Regions from separate parts of the Mus musculus genome. Here region 2 is linked to region 1. The links are chromatin contacts, called in public promoter capture Hi-C maps. All regions are on one chromosome and are shown on one strand. Each heading gives the region's core, a stretch centred on a gene start, on an enhancer-like site or on the middle of the called end of the contact. The rest is flanking DNA. Distances are from core to core; before and after follow the strand shown.

Region 1 (4,972 bases), core at 1,046-3,545:
GCTTATGACACGGAATTTCTTCACAGAGGGACAGGCAGTTCCTCGAAAATACAAATAAAAGCCAGTGCCAGCAATGACTGTCTTCAGTGAGTCTTCAAGACATAGCCTCTACCCTGTCATGTCTAGTATATTTCTTCAGTAGTTTGGTCTGGCGTCGGCACTTCTACCTCTGTGTCAGGTGTTACTGATCTTTAGGCTCATGGCAGTGACGCGCCTTTTAGGGAACTACAACCAATGTCCTCTGCAGCCTAAGAAAAGAGGCAAGAACTGAGGAGTGAGACAGGTATATGGGAGAGAATGGGTACAATAATATTTTCAAATGGGTCAGCATTTTTAAAAAGAAACTCTTATAGGGAATGCAAAATGCCCTTGTAGTATGTCGATATACTACATACAGGAGCACGTCGCTTGTGTCCAAGGCCAGTTAGCTCCGTTACCATGGCATTCAATTTAGTGCTCTGAGAGTAAGTGCAGATGTTCATGATACAGGGAGCCAGGCATGTGCATCAACAGAGGGAGCCATGCATGTGCATCAATAGAGAGAGTCAGGCATGTGCATCAACAGAGGGAGCCATGCATGTCCATCAATAGAGGGAGTCAGTCATGTGCATCAACAGAGGGAGCCAGGCATGTGCATCAACAGAGGGAGCCATGCATGTGCATCAACAGAGGGAGCCAGGCATGTGCATCAATAGAGGGAGCCATGCATGTGCATCAACAGAGGGAGCCATGCATGTGCATCAACAGAGGGAGCCAGGCATGTGCATCAACAGAGGGAGCCATGCATGTGCATCAACAGAGGGAGCCAGGCATGTGCATCAATAGAGGGAGCCATGCATGTGCATCAACAGGAAGGTCAGCTTTACAGAAAGGCCAAGGTTAGTTGTTAGGCCATAGTTTCCTGAAAAAGAGAATTAGAAAGATACTCATTTTTTTTTAACAAAATAAGTATATGTGCAAATTATCTAGTGGACCTCCAGCAGAGGTGAACCATCTCAATTACAAAATGCCTTCCCACATAATCCCAAATGCATGCATCTAACATACAGCCCAGATCATAACTAATTTTTTATTATCACAAATATTAATAAAACAATATTTGGAGTATATATCAGGTATGAGAGAATAATCCTTGTATTAATATATTGCATCTACAGTATATGTTCAAAAATGTTACATCTTAAGACCCTAAGTTCACCTCTAATGCTTCATTCTGGAAGGCTTGCATGTCAAATGCAGAGCTAGCAGGGGACCACTTTGTGATAGGAGACCAATAAACAAAAACCTCAAGTTGTTCCCACCCACTAAATGTTTGGGGAGCACAAAGTCCTTCAAGCAGTCTAGAAAAGTACCTGATTGTTTTCTGAAATTATCTTATTCTATTTCTTCATACAGTTGTCTTAAGCTTTATAGATTGTCTTTCCCTGGCAGTGCCATTAAATAAACTTATTTAGAACTTATTTAGAGTATGAGCTACAGGTTGGAAGTACCTCTGTACTTTATATAATTAGCTTTCTTAGTGCCAGTTTAATGTGTTGTTTCTGCTCTGTCTGGCATCAGAAAGAGTTTAAGGTGCCAATGCCGGGTGTATTGGGTCTGTATTCCCAATCATGGTAATTTCTCTAAGAACAAGAAAGGAAATGCAAAGCTTTATTCATAAATATCTCATCGCGCTGTACTCTGCAAACGTGAACAACCAAGAACAATTGCGCAGTGATTTCCAAAGAGAAGGGCTGAGTGAATTTCGGGGCATCACTTCATCGAAAGCAGGAACCACGGGGGCTGCCAAACAACGCGCTCAGATGGTTTACCAAGAAAAGAGCAGCACTTCAGAGCTGTCATCCTGTCGTTATGGCAACTATGCAAATCACATAAACTCAGAGCCAGAGGCTGCAGAGCAAGGTGAAATTTTAGATGCCTCTTCTGTCTGATTGGTTTGAATGGGAAAAGCTCTGCAGAGCTGGGCACAGGTCACCCTTCATGGAGACAGGGGTTCGTGTTTTAGCTAATGAGCATGGACGCCATTGAAAGTCAGACAGGATCAGAGTGGAGCTGTGCAGGTTGGCTGCTGCATGAAAGAACTGGAGTTCACAAATCTGTCAGAAGCTGGCCAGTCGGCAAGCCTAACCCCATCACTGCCATGAGAGATTAAGGGGGACCCTGTAAAGGAACGTCCTTTATGCTAGTGCTTATCCTAAAATACTACCAAGGCACTTCAAGATTGTTAACTGTGGCTTTGATGTAATATTCATTCTACATTCATATCCATCTGTATCAGATCTTTACAATGCCTGCCTGTGTGAATCTCATCTTTGGCGAGCCCTAGCTGACAAGACTGGCACCTTTTTGCTATAGTAGGCAGAGTCATACACTCCCCCTGTCGGATTTGGATAGTTGTGCAATTTCTGGAAAGTCTGGCCATCCTAAGATGACCGTGGTGTGGAAATGGAAGAGCCTTGATGAAGAGCCTTGCTATTGAATGCTTGCTGGGCATTCTCTGTACTTTATATAATTAGCTTTCTCAGTGTCAGCTTAATGTGTTGTTTCTGCTCTGTCTGGCATCAGAAAGAGTTTAAGGTGCCAATGCCGGGTGCAGAAATCCTGAGTTTCAGGATGTCACCAACCCTGGCTGCTTTCGTTTCCCTCAGCCAACGTGGCACTGTGCTCTCACCCAACCCATCCGTCTTTCTAGCTTGCTCATTTCCCATCCACTCTGCCCAGTGGGTCCAAACCCTTGTCCTTCCTCACTTCTTTCAGGTAGTGCCACTTTCCCTTCCCAGGTGGAAAGTAACCAACCAGCTGGATTTAGAATCACCTAGGAGACATAGCCCCGGACAAGTCGACGAAGATGATACCAGAGAGGTTCAGTTGAGCAGGGAAGACCTCTCCTGCATGTGGGTGGCACCCTCCCACAGGCTGAGGTCCTGGGCTGAATAAAAAGAGAACCAGGAGGAAGTGCTGCACACCAGCTTCCACCTCTCTCTACTTCCTGTTTGCGCACAATCTTTGCTCTTTCCCCCCTCAGACCCTTGCCCCTTAAGTCATTTGTATCAGGTATTTTGTCACCAAAACAGATAATAAAGTAGAATTTGGCACATGCGAGTGCAGTATATCAAGGATCCGTAAATCACTTTAGCAGTTTTTATTCTTCCTGGCTTGAAAGACCAATGATTTTGACTACTGAAGTGTTTCATCTAGAAAAGAAAGCCAATGCCCTTCTCCTTCCATTTTATTTCTTACCAATAAACTGGGGCATCATCTAGTTTGGGCACTGTAGTAATTTTAACACATAAAAGGTAATCTTTTAAAAAGTCTTATGTACAATTTTTAAATGTGGTAAACAGGGTGAAACTGGATGATCAAGCAAGGCAACTGGGGACTGAGGTGAAAAAAAGGGAATATGTACCTATAAAATTAAACTTGATGTAGCAGTTTATTTACATAGCTACATCCCCTAACTCCCAGGCACTGTGAATCCCTCCATACCTAATTAATTTCCTCCTAAGAATGACTTGGGTGTGCAAGGGCATAAACACCTTCTAAACCAAATTCTTTGCCAAAGAGGAAAGTCTTAACAGCCCTGCCCGTGGGGCAGGAACGCGGCCGACTAGGCAGGGCAGGTCCTTGGCAGGATTCCATCTCATAGTGCCTGACTGCCAGCCATGGAGTACGCCACATAAAACTCACACAGATCAATCACTTCTCAACTCTCCTTCCCCATCGCATCCCACATCCTGTGGCTCTGCTACCCAGCAGGCCTAGGAACGGAATCAACTGAGGTGCCCTGTGCTGAGGGTCCCTGCTGCCCTGTGGATGCCCCCCTATTCCCTGGCCAACTTCTATCCTCCTTCCTCAGGGTCCCTCCCATCATGTCTGCAAGGAAGGACCCAGTGGTACTGAGTGAACATTGGGAAAGTGTCCCTTGATGGGAGTGTAACCATTTGGGGAGCTGTGAATTTGTTGAAAACTTGGAGGTTTTCTCACCAGAAAAATATTCAAAAACTTTACAGCAAATTCAGAGGGCCTGAGAATCACATAGAATGACTTGTGGAGCCCATGTGAAGGCCCCAGTTTTGTTTCTAAACTTCAAACATAGCGTTGGTTTGCACAAAAGAAGCCTCAATGCTGTTTTGCACCCGTGACAGCTTTAGCAGGCAAATGCTACTTACCAAGTCACCACTAAGGAAGCTTTTAGCGCAAGTAGTTCATTTGCATAAGGAAAACTATGTCTAATCCTACTTACATCTTCTGTTTCAGGTCCGACTACAGCCACCTGTCCTCCACCAGCAGTAAGTATTCTTTGAATGTCCTTCAAGGCTGTTGTCTAAATGTTTAATTGAAATATAATTACATCACTTTCCTGCTTGCTCCCCTCCTCCCCACTCCTCCCATGTACCCCCAACTCCCTTCCAAATTCAGGACCTCCTCTTCTTTAATCATTGTTGTTACATAAACATTCAATCAATACAGAGCCTGTTCAGTCCATGCATTGCTGCATGCTTATGTTTCTGACCACTTAGTATTGGATAACCATCAGGCAGTTCATCCCCGGAGAAGGCTGATTCTCCATCTCTCAGAAGCTGTTAACTGCATGTAGCCCCTCGGCTAGGGGTGGGATCCCATTAATTTCCCCTATCTATGTTGGGATGTCAACTGCTGTTGGGATTGTTCCGATCTTGAGAACCTGCCATGCTGTTGAGATTTCATGGGTGTAGCGTCCCTGTCATAACTAGAAGGCACAGTTCCACAGCATGCTGCCTGGTCTGACTTTTACACTCTCTCTACTTCTCTTCCATGATGTTCCCTGGTCCTTAGATGCAGGCACTGGATATATCCGCAGGGGCTGGGAACCCCACCGTCTATTGTTCTCTGCATTTTGACTAGTTGTGCTTTCTGTAATGCTCTCCTGCTGCAAAAAGAACCTTCTTTGGTTGGGGTAAGATCTACTCTTAACTGTGGGTATAAAAGTGAA
Region 2 (4,972 bases), core at 1,371-3,870, 1.0 Mb after region 1:
ACTTTTTGACTCATTGTCTCTTTTGTCAGCCTTAGCGAGTGTGAGTGTAAATTACTTAGCTAATTTCACCTGTAGATGCTATTCTTTCAGAGCACAGAGAAATAAGGATCATAAATATGCCGTTACTGCCTGCTTTTGTATCTCATTTCGTAGTCCCAGATTTAAATAAAGAAAATATATTTAAAAGTACAAATTAATTGCACTTATTTCCTGGAAATATTTCAAAATGCTTTCTTATATTAGTGCCAATAAATTTACTTAATAGGGTTTAACTAGATATATATTGGGGTGATACCAATATAACAGTAACAGTAAGGGCAACAATAACACAGGCAGTTAGTTACCATTTGTTTACTGCCTATGAGGTATCATGTTGGAAGCTTTAAATAGATTATTACTGAGCACAGTTTCAAAGAAAGCATATATTCCATGATATGAAGACATCAACTGAGGTTTAAAGAGATTATCTGGTTTATGTTATTCACATACCACTTTAATGGAACAAGAATTCATGTCTGAGCAACTGTGTGCAACCCATGGTTTAAGATGTTATTTCACTGCTGTTCCTTTTTTCTTTTTGAAAAGATTTATTTTTATGTGCATTTATGTCTGCATGAGGATGCCAGGTCCCCTGAAACTTGGATTAGAGACAGTTGTGAGTTGCCATGTGGGTGTTGAGAAGGGAACCAAGGTCCTCTGGAGGAGCAGCCAGTGCTCTTAACCTGTGAGCCATTTCTCCAGCCCCCAAGGTGTTGTTTCAACTCCAGCAAAGAAACAGTCTTTCACCTATATGCAGAAATAATATTTTACCTGTTAGTGCTGTTTTATTACCATAGAAAGTAAAAGGATTAAACTATAGCAAAAAGTAAAAGATGCAGTTATATGATTTCTTTCACAAAGTAGATTTTAGAATCACTTTCTGTAATGTATGGGTAAAATTCTTTACATAGTTTTTCAGTTTTTATACATTTTATCTTGGCATGATATACTCATGAAAACTTGTGTTCTGCAATAGGGTATTCTCTTCTTTCCCAGTCACTCTAGAAACTGAAGTAGATCCTATAGGGTTAAATGTCATAAGTTGTCAAAGTAGTTTTTTTCTTCAGAACCTCAATGCTATAAACATATTACCTATTTGTCTTGTTAGCATTCCAAAAAAAACAAAACAAAAAACAAAACAAAAAAACCCATTATTGCCATTCTTAGATTACTGAAAAAAATTGGATAAAAACAATCTACAGAGGTTGATGAGAAAATTCCAGTGTTTTCTTTTTCACTTTTTCTTTAAAATACTTCTTTAAAATAACTCATCAATAACAACTAAGTAGTTTGCTGTCTTCCACTGAAAGAGCATTGTAATTCAAATCCATTCAGTGCTGCCTCATTTATACAATTTGTTAGTGAAGCTCAAATACTCTGCACCTATTTTAATGATATAGCACATTAATAACATTTTCACTCATTTAAAGCCATGTTTACTAACAGAGCCTTAGCACCCCCCAAAACACTGGCAAAGACAAGTTTCACACATTCAAATTGCCTGAACAAGTAATTGATACATACAGCTTAAAGCTTTTTTTTTTTTTTTTTTTTTTTTTTTCCCAAATGAAGGTCTTTAGAGAGTTTTAAAATCACGCTAAAACAAACAAAAAAAAGTAGGTAAAAACATGTTTGACTGTGCAGAAAACACTCAAGGTCACAAGATGCCCATTTAGTTCTTGCTACAACAGGAAAGAGGCAACCAGGCTGATTTCTAGCTAAATTTTGCCTAGAATTTTCTTGAGGGAAAGTTGGAAACTTTATTACAAAATATGGGAAAGTTATCAAGTGACAGGAAAATTAGGGGGTCAATAAAGATGAAAGATGTCTAAACAGAAGTGAGAATCAGTAAGTTTGTGGACTCTTATTGACTTATGTCATTATTTTTAGAGCCCCTCAAAATAAGAAACTAACACGGATGAAGGGGGGGTTATCCAGCCAGAGGTGAGACACAGCCATTTTGGTGGGGGGGAGGGGGGTGTCTAACTACACAATGAGGTCATCCTATCTCCCGGAAGTGACAAGTAATCACCTGCTTTTCACTAGCTCCTCCCCTTCCCTCAAAGGTCCCGCCCCTCTGCCCGCAGCCGGGAGGGTGTTAGGGGGCGTTTCTCCCAGAGCAAAGCTGAGAGCTGCGACGCAGAGGAAGGGGACCCCAAAACGTCTGGCACTGCCTCCTCCAGGGAACACTTTGGACCGTCTCACTCAACCCAGCGGGATTCTGAAACGCCGAGGGGTCAACCTGATGGGTTTCGGGGTCAACGGAAGAGGGGACGGGGAGCCCTGGCGGGGAGAACCCCCCGGCCCCCCGCCCAGCAGCTGAGGCACAGGAGGGCGGCCATCTTGGCCGGTAGGGTAGGGCCAGGAGGCTGCGGGCGCCGTGCGATTGGGGGGCTCGCCCGGAAGTGACGCCGCCCGCCCGGAAGCGGAGGGGGTTCCCTGGCCCACTCCCCCCGTTCGTCTGCTCCCCGCTTCCTCCCCGCCCCCCTTCCTCTCCATTCGTTCCCCCCCTCCCCGGTCCCTGCCTTCTCCCCCCACCCGTCCCTCCCCCCCAACCTCCGGAGCTGGGAAGAGAGTCAAGATGGCGGCGAAATCCGATGGCGGTGGCGTGGGGGTGGGCTTCGCCCAGCTGCACAACCTGGACGAGGCGGTGGGCAGCGGCGAGGAGGACGGGGAGCCCGGGGGAGGCGGCTGCGGCGGCGGCGACGGCAGCGAGCCCGGCGAGAGCAGCTCGCTGCACATCTGCCACTGCTGCAACACCTCCTCGTGCTACTGGGGCTGCCGCTCCGCCTGCCTGCGCTCGCTGCTGGGCAAGAAGCCGCGCCGCAGCGCCGCCGCCGCCGACGGGGGGGACCAGCCGCTGCAGCCGCCCGGGGCCGCCGGCCGCCACCCCCCGACGCCCTCGGCCGGCCGACCGCAGCCCGCGTCGCCGCAGGTGGAGCGGCCGTGGCTTGACTGCCTGTGGATCGTGCTCGCGCTGCTGGTGTTCTTCGGGGACGTGGGTACCGACCTGTGGCTGGCCCTCGACTACTACCGCAAGGGGGACTACGGCTGCTTCGGGCTGACCCTGTTCTTCGTGCTGGTGCCGTCGCTGCTGGTGCAGAGCCTGAGCTTCCGCTGGTTCGTGCAGGACTACACGGGCGGCGGGCTAGGCGCCGTGGAGGGGCTCAGCAGCCGGGGACCCCCAATGATGGGGGCCGGCTACGGCCACGGCGCGGCCCGCGGCGGCCCGGGTGCGGGGGGCTCGGCCACCCCGGGGGCGCAGCGTCTGTGCCGCCTCTCCGTGTGGATCTGGCAGTCGGTCATCCACCTGCTGCAGATGGGGCAGGTGTGGAGGTAAGAGCACTGCGGGCTGGGGGCGGGGGCTGCGGCCGCGCGCGGGCCCCTCGGACAGTCTGGGCTAGGTTGAGCCGGGGGTAGCCGTGCGCTGTCTTAGCATCTCGGGACGGTCTATAGGTTGCCTGGCCACGCCTTTTGGCCCGGGGGAGGCCCTAGGTCCTGCTGTTTGTCCATCTCCGTCCCTGGGTTGCACTTGGAGAAGACCCTGCCTCTACCCTCCCGCCTCTCCTCTGCAGACCTCCATCCTGGTTGCCCCCTTTCCCCCCCCCGCTGTGTCCCAAGGTAACTGGCGCTCGTTTGCATCCTGGAGGAGACCTGGCCTCCTTCAGCCGGTTGCACTTGGCCTTCCCCCCTACCCCCATCCTCCCCGAGGGACATTTCCTCCCCCCCCCCACTCCTGTTTTCTCTCTGCAGTGGCCGGTGTGGGGCCCTGTGGAAAAACCCTAGCTGCCTCTCCTTAAAGCACTCCTTCCTTTCACGCCCCTCCTCCTCCTGCAGCCCCAGCCCCTGCAAACACCGCTGCTCCACACCGCTGCCCTCCTTGAAGGAAAAAAAATGACTTTTTTTTTCTTTCCGGAATAGATGTGCCCTTTTCGCAGTGACAGGGAAAAAAAATGAGATGGTATCTAGTGGCAGCAAGCGTTTGCTGTTAACTCTCACCTCTGGAAAATCACTGAGCCACTTGAGCACCTATTTCTGTTTTTAACGGCCAGGCCTCTGTGTGGTTTGTGTTTACATCCAAGATGCAAGCTTGGCCTCAAGGCCCTTTCCCCTGCTTCTGTAAAGTCCTCGTGTGTCAGGTTGATCTCTCAAAACCACTCACCAAGGAACCTTGTCTGCCTCACTGTCTAAGCACATAGAGTACCTCACTGACTAGCTACCCCACCTTCTACCTCATTAACTGTCCACCTCGCTGACTGATTGCTTCACTGTTTACATCATAGCCTCTCCAACTGCCTTCCTTGTCTACCTTACCGCCTCACCGTCTTCCCCCACTTCCCGGCTACCTCACTGATTGCCTGTTTACACCAGACTCATATATATGCCTTCCTATGTGGTCTGCCTCACTGACTGTCTTACTGTCTTGCCCTCATTGACAGGCTACCTCACCAACTGGCTACTCCACTGACTGGGTACCTCACTGGCTGCTTCGCTGTTTTCCTTTCCCACTACCTGGTACCTCACTAGCTCACCAGCTGGCTTTCTTCTCTGTCTGACCACACTGACTGGTTGCTTTCCTGATTCCATCCTTAGCTCACTGCCTTCTCTGTTTATCTCCCTGTCTACCTCCTCGTTCACCTCGGCGATTACCTCCAGTGCTTACCTAACTGCCTGACTGCTGTTGTTTACGTCACTCTCTCACTGTCTGCTGACTGTCTCCGTGTCTTCCACTTATTATCTGTCTCTGTCTACTTACGGAATACCTCTCGATGACTGCTTCACTACACCCATTTCCCTCACTGTCTGCTCACTGCCTCGCTCCCTGCCACACTGATTACCGTTGCTGGTCTCACCGACTCTGTTTACCTCAGTGCTTCCTACCGCACTGTCTACTTGAAAGTCTGCTGATTGTCTCACTGTCTCCTGACTGCCT

Evidence for each region. Promoter capture Hi-C pulls out the DNA fragments that hold promoters and counts their contacts.
Region 2: a contact with region 1 is called in a promoter capture Hi-C map of hippocampal neurons, with 2.4 times the contacts expected there. The contact joins the promoter of Xkr6 here to the enhancer-like site in region 1. A contact is called at or near these places in 5 of 39 promoter capture datasets (hippocampal neurons, liver, pre-B cells and 1 more).

What each region holds. Positions count from the first base shown.
Region 1 is chr14:62,560,231-62,565,202 of GRCm38.p6, forward strand. It overlaps Fam124a (family with sequence similarity 124, member A), which reads left to right. Exons shown (of 4, transcript NM_001243857.1): 2 at 4,258-4,289. Among named protein-coding and RNA genes, the nearest start is that of Fam124a, 7.0 kb to the left of the region's middle. Within about 2 kb of position 2,296, at least 36 of the 459 cell types and tissues checked have an H3K27ac peak or open chromatin away from gene starts, as enhancers often do. A contact at or near this core is called in hippocampal neurons, where this site is marked.
Region 2 is chr14:63,603,910-63,608,881 of GRCm38.p6, forward strand. It overlaps Xkr6 (X-linked Kx blood group related 6), which reads left to right and starts at 2,621. Exons shown (of 3, transcript NM_173393.2): 1 at 2,621-3,375. The coding sequence starts at 2,621. It overlaps Gm15918 (predicted gene 15918), which reads right to left and starts at 3,810. Exons shown (of 2, transcript NR_167937.1): 1 at 3,050-3,810.